Linked DNA regions of Ovis aries: regions 1 and 3 are each linked to region 2. A link is a contact called in public Hi-C data. All regions are on one chromosome and are shown on one strand. Each heading gives the region's core, a stretch centred on a gene start, on an enhancer-like site or on the middle of the called end of the contact. The rest is flanking DNA. Distances are from core to core; before and after follow the strand shown. Region 1 has its middle 140 kb from the start of SH3BP4. Region 2 has its middle 97 kb from the start of ARL4C. Region 3 overlaps SH3BP4 (SH3 domain binding protein 4).

Region 1 (2,700 bases), core at 169-2,668, 480 kb after region 2:
ACAGCATATATCAGGATAAAGGAAATATCAGGTAACTGCAGACTAGCCATGGCCGCATCCCATGCTCTGCACCTGGAACCCATATTCCAGTTCACAGGGAGCGACTTGACGTAAACCCTAATATTTCAGGTGAGGCAGCTGAGAGACCTGGAGATGCTAAGGCATGAAGACTTGGTCCAGTCTCAGAGCTAGTTGGGATTAAGGTGTGAAAAACCTCATCTAAGCCACACTTCTACAAGTGGGGTCCACAGACCACCAGCATCAGAACCTCCAAAGGTTTTAAAAGAAGCCTCAGTTCAGTTCAGTTCATTTCAGTAGCTCAGTCATGGCCAACTCTTTGCGACCCCATGAACTGCAGCACGCCAGGCCTCCCTGTCCATCACCAACGCCCAGAGTCCACCCAAACTCATGTGCATCGAGTTGGTGATGCTTTGGCTCCATCCCTTCATTCTTTCTGGAGTTATTTCTCCACTGATCTCCAGTAGCATACTGGGCACCTACCGATCTGGGGAGTTCCTCTTTCAGTATCCTCCCATTTTGCCTTTTCATACTGTTCATGGGGTTCTCAAGGCAAGAATACTGGTTTGCCATTCCCTTCTCCAGTGGACCACATTCTGTCAGACCTCTCCACCATGACCTGCCCGTCTTGGGTGGCCCCACATGGCATGGCTTAGTTTCAGTGAGTTAGACAAGGCTGTGGTCTGTGTGATTAGATTGACTAGTTTTCTGTGATTATGGTTTGCCCAGAAACTTGCATTTTCAACAAGTACCCTAGGTGATTTTTTAAAAATAAGTTTAAGAGGAGAGGAAGATGGGAGAGAGGTTCAAGAGGGAGGGGACATATGTGTACCTAGGCTGATTCATGTTGATGTTTGGCAGAAACCAATATGATATTGTAAAGCAATTATCCCTCAATTAAAAATAAATTTTAAATTACAACGCCGCCACCGAAAATGTCACTATCTTAATGGTTATGAAACAATTCAACAGCTCCTCCTCCTCCACCAGAGGCTGCAATTTTTATGGACCCAAACAGCTTTCAAATCCAAATAGCAACCAGGGCAGTGGGGGTGTATGTGTCCTCTAGGGTGGTGGTGGTGGGGTCATTGATAAAGAAAAATGGATCTTAGCCATGCAGAAGGCAACATGTAAAAAACAGTTTTTTAAAATTTTTATTTACTCATCTATATTGGACGGTGCTGGGTCTCCGCTGCTTTTCGTTGCTTGGCAGCAGCCCTGGGCTGCTCCTACTTCGCAGTGCACTGGGCTTCTTACTGCGGGGTCTTCTGTTTCGGATCACAGGCGGTAGGCGTGCAGGCGTCAGTAGTTCAGACACGCAGTCTCAGTAGCTGCGGGTCCTGGAACTAGCGGGCTTCGGTAGCTGCGGTGCACGGACTTAGCTGCTCCCATCTCAGAGTTAGCTGTTGCGCATCTCAGCCAACGCGGAAAGGAGACAGGTCTGACGGCCTTCCCCCGCGCCCCGCCCACACCGAAATCTGCAGGGGGTAGTTTTCCTGCGCAGTTGGGTAGCCTCTTAGGGGTGATGTGCAGCATGGATAGTGACAAGTCGATAATATGGACAGTGACCCCCATTTTCTCTCTCTTTCACTCATCAATGCTCCCTGCTTCTGGCCTGGCTGGAGCGGGAGGGCGGGGGCTCCGCCGGACCCAGAGCCTCTGGCTGGAGAGCGAGCGCCACCTGCTGGCCTCAGAAGCCCACTGGTTTTCAGTTCGTCTCTGGACAGAGGGGCCTTGCCGGCTGCGGGCTGCTGCTGCTGCTGCCAAGTCGCTTCAGTCGTGTCCGACTCCCTGCGGCCCCATAGACTGCAGCCCACCAGGCTCCCCGCCCCTGGGATTCTCAAGGCAAGAACACTGGAGTGGGTTGCCATTTCCTTCTCCAACGCATAAATGTGAAAAGTGAAAGTGAAGTCGCTCCGTCGTTTCCGACTCTTAGCGACCCCTTGGACTGCAGCCTACCAGGCTCCTCCGTCCGCGGGACTCTTTATAAGGTCGCAAAGACATGACTAAAGCGACTTAGCTCAGGCACGCACTATCCCTAAAGTCAGGGGGACAAAGATCCCATTCGTCTAATTCTTGGGTAAAGATGCTGTTGATTCTGCCTTTGATCTGTACAAGAGGTGCTGGGTCCTTGGGCCCTGAAATGAAATGAAAGTCGTTCAGTCATGTGCGACTCTTTGCGACCCCATGGACTGTATAGTCCATGGAATTCTCCTAGCCAGAATCCTGGAGTGGGTAGCCTTTCCCTTCTCCAGGGGATATTCCCGAGCCAGGGATCGAGCCCAGGTCTCCTGCATTGCGGGTGGATTCGTTACCAACTGAGCTATCAGGGAAGCCTCATGGGCTTCACTACTCTTCAGCAATATTCTTCACTATTGTTCAGCATTCTTGCCTTGAGAACCCCATGAACAGTACGAAAAGGCTTTACAGGATGCAATTATTAGAAACAATCTCCACCCCCAGTAAACTTATTAACACAGGCTCCTCTTTTGTTCAGGGTCTGGCACTCAGCACGTGTGCAGCGAGATCTAAACCCCCCCCCCCCCGCCCCGCCCCGCAACCTCTCCTGGGATGAATTCTCGTCCCAGAGAAAGGCTTTTTCATGAGTCTGTGGCCTAGAGACCAAAGGTGAGTTTGTCCTAAAGCTGTGATGGTTTGTAAGTTGTGGACTGAGATGATCGC
Region 2 (2,874 bases), core at 26-2,525:
ACTCAGTCACAAAGACTTGAGTACAAGATGACTCAGGAGGTTGGGGAGGGCAGTGGGGAAGGTCACAGAGACGCTAAGAAACCAAGAACAGGTGCACAGAGGCAGTGTTACCTCTGCAGGCAGCTGGGGACCGATCCCACATAGTCATGCGGACCATCCTTCCAGGGAGCCCCTCCCCCCAACCCATGGGGGTTTGTCCTGGAGGCTTTGGATGCCCAGAATTTCTGGGGTCCCTGGGTTTGAACTCTGCAAGGCCCACACTGCCAAGCAACGAAGTGGGCAGGACACAGCTAAGAAGCTATCAGCAGGCAGAGACCTGTCTACTATAGCTCAGTGATACACAGGTGCGTGAGGGTGTGTGTCTCGGGTGGGAGCTGGGTGGGCCACCAACAGTGTCTACCCCAGCTCGTTGGCATCAGTCCACATAAGCGTTTTGGTTATAGTGTTTATGCAGAACTTGTAGGTCAATCATATTCAGAGTGATAGAGAAAATATCTCTTGGGTGGGTCAGGAAAATAGGATTTTCTAAATTAAAAACGAAGGAAAACAGGGCTGCTTTTATGCACCACCTCTCTCCTAACTTGGACTTACTGACTAGCTGCCTTTCAGGATGCTTTGGGTGTGGACTTTTACCCCTTCTCTGGTCCCCTGCCCCAGCAAACCAGGGATCAGAAAGATGAGCGTGCCCTGGAATGCTCTGAAAGCATCTTTTTCTTTTGTCTTTTTTTCTGAGCACAATATCCTTCTGTCTGGCTCCCAGAAAGAGGGGCATGAGTAGGGTTGGAGTTAACATGAAAACAGCAGAAATCCAAACAGGAAAAGGTAATTTCATCTTATGAAATTCAAAATAGGCTTTCGTGGGACTAGGGCACTCCACAGCCCTGAGTGATGGCGAGAAAAGATTAGCCTCCCTTTCTGCAGCCTGGCTGGGCCCTGTGGGCACGGGCTGGCCTGGGAGGGGAGCCCACCCCTTGCTGCCTACGGGGCCTGGGAGGGCATAGGCAGAGGCAGTTTCTTCCCCTTCCCAGACCTGCCTGCTAGAGGAGGGCTTGTCTACTGAAGCTAGACAGTCTTAGAGAAGCTTCCTGGGCAGAGGCGTCCTGGCTCTGATTGCTTCTGGGGACTCGGGGCCCCAGACGTGGCTCAACACACGTCAGAAGCCTGGGGCCGTGGTCAGAGGAAGTGTGCTAGGTTTGAAGTGTGCTGGGTTTGAACGTTTGAGCCCCTCTGTTACCGAGGCCAGCAGGTCTGCTGCAGGCCCCACCACCGTGGCCTGAACAAGACTCCTCCACATCATGGAGGACAAGGCAGAGACTCAGGGAGGAAAACAGCTCTTTAAGAGCCAAGGGGATGCCACGTGGGAAAATACACAGCCCTGACCCGCTGGCAGAAGGCCTTCAGCTCCAGAGATAAGCAGAGCATGCAGGGAGGGGATAGAGATATCCTTATCCTAAGGGACAAGACCTCAGGTGGGAGCGGAGAAGCTGCCCTCCACCACCAGGGGGCACCCGCGGCCTTAGAGAGGAGCCAGTTGGGGCAGGGCTCCAGAAATAAAAAGGACTTTCAGTTTGTCTCAGTTCAGTCACTCAGTAATGTCCAACTCTCTGGGACCCCATCGACTGCAGCATGCCAGGCCTCCCTTTCCACCACCAACTCCCAGAGTTTATTCAGACTCACGCCCATTGAGTCAGTGATGCTATCCAACCACCTCATCCTCTGTCGTCCCCTTCTCCTCCTGCCTTCAGTCTTTCCCAGCATCAGGGTCTTTTCAAATGAGTCAGCTTTTCCCATCAGGTGGCCAAAGTATTGGAACTTGAGCTTGAGCATCAGTCCTTCTAATGAATATTCAGGACTGATTTCCTTTAGGACTGACTGGTTGGATCTCCTTGCAGTCCAAGGGACTCTCAAGTCTTCTCCAATGCCACAGTTCAAAAGCATCAATACTTTGGGGCTTAGTATTTATCCCCAAAGACTGAGCTCCTCCCAAAGGATTTTTAGATCTTGAATTAAACTGTTTAAAGGTAGATTAGACAGATAGTAAAGAATCTGCCTGCAATACAGGAAACCCAGGTTTGATCCCTGGGTTGGGAAGATCCCCTGGAGAAGAGAAGGGCAACCCACTCCAGTATTCTTGCCTGGAGAATCCCATGGACAGAAGAGTCTGGCAGGCTACAGTCCATGGGGTCACAAAGAGTTGGACTAACACACACACACACACAGACACACAAACTCACAGGTGTTTAGTGCTGGTGAGTATAATTTTCCCCAGTTAAATGCTTTGAATTGAGTGCTGTCAGAAAGTGGTTGGATATTTTCAGTACAAATTGTGTCTAGACTGAGCAAGGCTAAAGCCGAACATGGCAAAGAGAAGGCAGTCTTTCCTATTAGCCAGGATGCGGGGGCAAGAGAGGGTGCCATTCTGTGATTTGGACGTGCTCCTTCTCACCTGTCCAGATGTGACCATGGAGAGGTCTTGGTCTTGCTCCATCAAGGTCACAGACGGGCATTGTCTGATGGAGATGTCCTCACATGGAGAAGCCCAAGGTCAGCTCTGTGTGCCTGGTCAGCTCCCAATGTCAGGGGCTGCTCTCCAGCGAGACTCTGTAATAAAAAGACAGTAATGACATTAGCTGGCTAAGGACAAGCCTATCAGTGTAGTACATCAGAAGTGCACAAGCCAACTTTACTTCATAGGAAAAGGTCATCTCTTAAGAAGAAGAAACTATGAATCAAGTAGAAATGAAATCTTTTTTTTTTTTAACCAAATGGCTTCCCATGATTTGTAAAAAACAAAACACAACTTAGATCCAGACTTAGCAAAATCCTGCACAATGTATTTCAATTAGGTTAGAGAAGTTTATTGGAGAAGGAAAT
Region 3 (2,700 bases), core at 43-2,542, 420 kb after region 2:
CCAGGCATGAGAGAGCTTTGAATGAACCCCCCTGAGGATCGCTTAGCTGGCGGGACTTGTGGTTGGGAAGATGCTGGAAGAGGTACCACATATTTGAAGAGCTTCTGAAGTCAAGTTCTGTTGTCAGAAACAAGCCGGGGGGAGCTGGTGGCGGGCATATGGCTGCGGCTTCTAACAGAGCTCGGAAGAGCCGCCCCATCCAGCCAGGGCGGGTGTTTGTACTCCATGTGCATGAAACATGTCTCGGGTGTCTGCTGTGCCCTTATTTGGGGGTAGGGTGTTGCGCCTTTCCTTGAGGGAGACGCAGAGTGAACACCCACAGGCGTGCAGGACCAATCAGTGATGGGCCCCGAAGAAAAGATCCCCTTGACATGAGTGGGCCAGGGAAAGGCAAATGTTGGGGGGAGGGCTGACACAGGGGATAGGCCGCGGCCCACCCAGCAGAGAGGGGCTGACATGGGAGGTGGGCTGCGGCCCACCCAGCAGAGAGGGGCTGACATGGGAGGTGGGCTGCAGCCCACCCAGCAGAGAGGGGCTGTTGGGTTGAAGGCACAACATGGGCAAGGGCCAAGGGTGCAGGGGACAGGGGGTGGGGTAGCGCCAGAGGCTGGGCTAAGGCGAGATGACCGCGTGCTGACGGTGGGGGTGGCCCAGGCTAGATGACATCGTGCTTTATTCCTTGGGGGTTGGGCTGGGGGATGGGATAAGTGTTTTAGGGGACGGGAAGGGGACCCAGTTGTGTCCTTCTCCTTGGGGACCCACCCAGCTGTGTTGTTGTCCCTTGTCACCTCCCAGCCTCCAAGCCACATGGCTGACAGGCAGTGCCCCCCACCCCCGCCCCACCCTTGGCCTGGCCCACCTTGGCAAGAGGGTGGGCGGCCTGCGAGGAGGCCCTGGGCTTTCTCTCCGTCCTGCCATGCTGGGTGGGGGTCGGATGGCTCCGGGTCTGTGCTGTGGCCCAGAGGGGTGGTCCCCAGGCCACGTGCACAGCCATGCTGACCTTCAGAGCTCCCCGGGGTCCTGCGTCTGGCCCGCTGCTGTGGCTCATCCCAGTTTTGTTTTTTTTTTCCAAAATGAAGATAGTCCTCATTAGAATTTCTGTTTGTGAAGATGGCAGATGCTCTTTTTACATCGTTATTTGCCAGTCCTGAGAAACAGCAGCAGAAGGCCCCCACTCCGGGCCCGTCTTCCAAAGCAGCCTGTGTTAGCGGTCAGCAGTGTAGACACCATGGATCTTCCTCCGTTCCCTGGGTTTGCCCTGCACTGTCTGTGGTCAGCTTCTCTCCCCGGAGCATGTGAGCAGGCGGCTCTGGGTCTGTGCAGAGCTGCCGCCCCCAGCTGGGCAGATGCTCTGGTCCTCCGTCTCCAGGAAAGCCGTGGCGCCCGGCCTCACCGTTACCAGCGCTGCTCCGGGGCAGGTCCCAGCCCTGCGACCCTGCAGGCTCACCCCTCTGTTTCGTGAAAGCATTCTGCCAGCTGCAGGCACCGTCCGGAGGAGGAGGAGCCAGCGTTGGCCGTGGCAGCAGAGTCACATTGAGGCGAGCAAGGCGCGAGAGTGACGGGGGATGATTTAAAAGCCCACCGGTGTCCATCTCTGTCTCTGCAGTGACCGGACTGAGTGGCCCCTGCTGGTGGGTGTGCACCCTTCTCGCCTCTTTGAGCCTTGGGTTCCCACGTCTGGGATTTCGTTTTGTTTTGTTAGAGTGAGAGGGCTTCCACAGGTGACTCAGGGGTAAAGAACCCGCCTGCCAATACGGGAGATGCAAACTCGATCCCTGGGTCAAGAAGATGCCCTGGAGAAGGAAATGGCAACCCACTGCAGTATTCTTGCCTGGGAAATCCCATATGCAGAGGAGCCTGGCAGGGTACAGTCCAGGGGCTCGCGGAAGAGTTGGATGCATCTAAGCGACTGAACACGCAGCAGCTGTGAGGCTGAGAAATGGCAGAGTGTGTTCTGTTTTTAAGGCATTGATGCTGCTTTTGGCACACTTTGTGGGTCTGGGGAAGAGTTTTCTGAGTGTGGTTGAAAATCCAGGTGAGAAACATTGCTGTGTATTTGTTCCAGGACTTGGGGACTACAGTGAGTGGAGGGGAGGGCTTGGCTCCTACTCGAGGACGGTAAGGATTTGGGTGACGGCCATCTCGTGTGTGTGTGTGTGTGTGTGTGTGTGCGCGCGCGTGCGCACGCACATGTGTGTGGAGGGTGGCAGACAGACCCCTCAGAAACCTAGCTCTGTAAGAACTGGAAATGTTTTCATTTAGCAACACTCTTTGGACGTAAGACTATTCTTCACTCTGGGAGTTACACCCTGAGGGAGCAGCAAGGAGTCTGCCCTCCGGGCTGGGAGGGAAGGACGGAGAGTTGGCTGGAACTGCAGGAGGAACCGGGCTGTGGACAGGGCGACCTCTCCTGAAGGGGCCTAAGCCAGCAATCAGAACTGGTCCTGGGGCCGCCAGGAGCGAAGCCGTCGAAGTGGGTGACCAGGAGTCACGGGTGGTGGCGGTGGGAGTCCAGGGGCGGGAGGGAAGGATGCTGTGGGCTCTCGGGGGGGAGTTTCTCTGAAAAAAGAGGAAGTTGCTATAGAATACAAGTCTAGGCAGGTGGTGGTTTTAGGAGTAAGGTCGTAGGTGAAATCAACACCTACCTGGAGAAGCGAATGGAAATAAGGGGAGTGTTGAGATCAGGGAGAGTTGGGGCTG

The links. A called contact is a pair of places that touch in the nucleus more often than the background predicts.
Region 1: a Hi-C map of hypothalamus shows a contact between it and region 2, with 9 times the contacts expected there. The contact joins two enhancer-like sites. A contact is called at or near these places in 11 of 16 Hi-C or Micro-C datasets (hypothalamus, liver, mesenteric adipose tissue and 6 more).
Region 3: a Hi-C map of hypothalamus shows a contact between it and region 2, with 5 times the contacts expected there. The contact joins two enhancer-like sites. A contact is called at or near these places in 4 of 16 Hi-C or Micro-C datasets (hypothalamus, liver and tail adipose tissue).

The regions. Positions count from the first base shown.
Region 1 is chr1:6,001,564-6,004,263 of ARS-UI_Ramb_v3.0, reverse strand. No RefSeq gene overlaps it. Among named protein-coding and RNA genes, the nearest start is that of SH3BP4, 140 kb to the left of the region's middle. Within about 2 kb of position 1,418, at least 4 of the 54 cell types and tissues checked have an H3K27ac peak or open chromatin away from gene starts, as enhancers often do. A contact at or near this core is called in hypothalamus, where this site is marked.
Region 2 is chr1:6,477,287-6,480,160 of ARS-UI_Ramb_v3.0, reverse strand. It overlaps a transcript of SPP2 not described here. Among named protein-coding and RNA genes, the nearest start is that of ARL4C, 97 kb to the left of the region's middle. Within about 2 kb of position 1,275, at least 9 of the 54 cell types and tissues checked have an H3K27ac peak or open chromatin away from gene starts, as enhancers often do. A contact at or near this core is called in hypothalamus, where this site is marked.
Region 3 is chr1:6,054,398-6,057,097 of ARS-UI_Ramb_v3.0, reverse strand. All of the region lies in intron 3 of SH3BP4 (SH3 domain binding protein 4), which reads left to right. Among named protein-coding and RNA genes, the nearest start is that of SH3BP4, 90 kb to the left of the region's middle. Within about 2 kb of position 1,292, at least 4 of the 54 cell types and tissues checked have an H3K27ac peak or open chromatin away from gene starts, as enhancers often do. A contact at or near this core is called in hypothalamus, where this site is marked.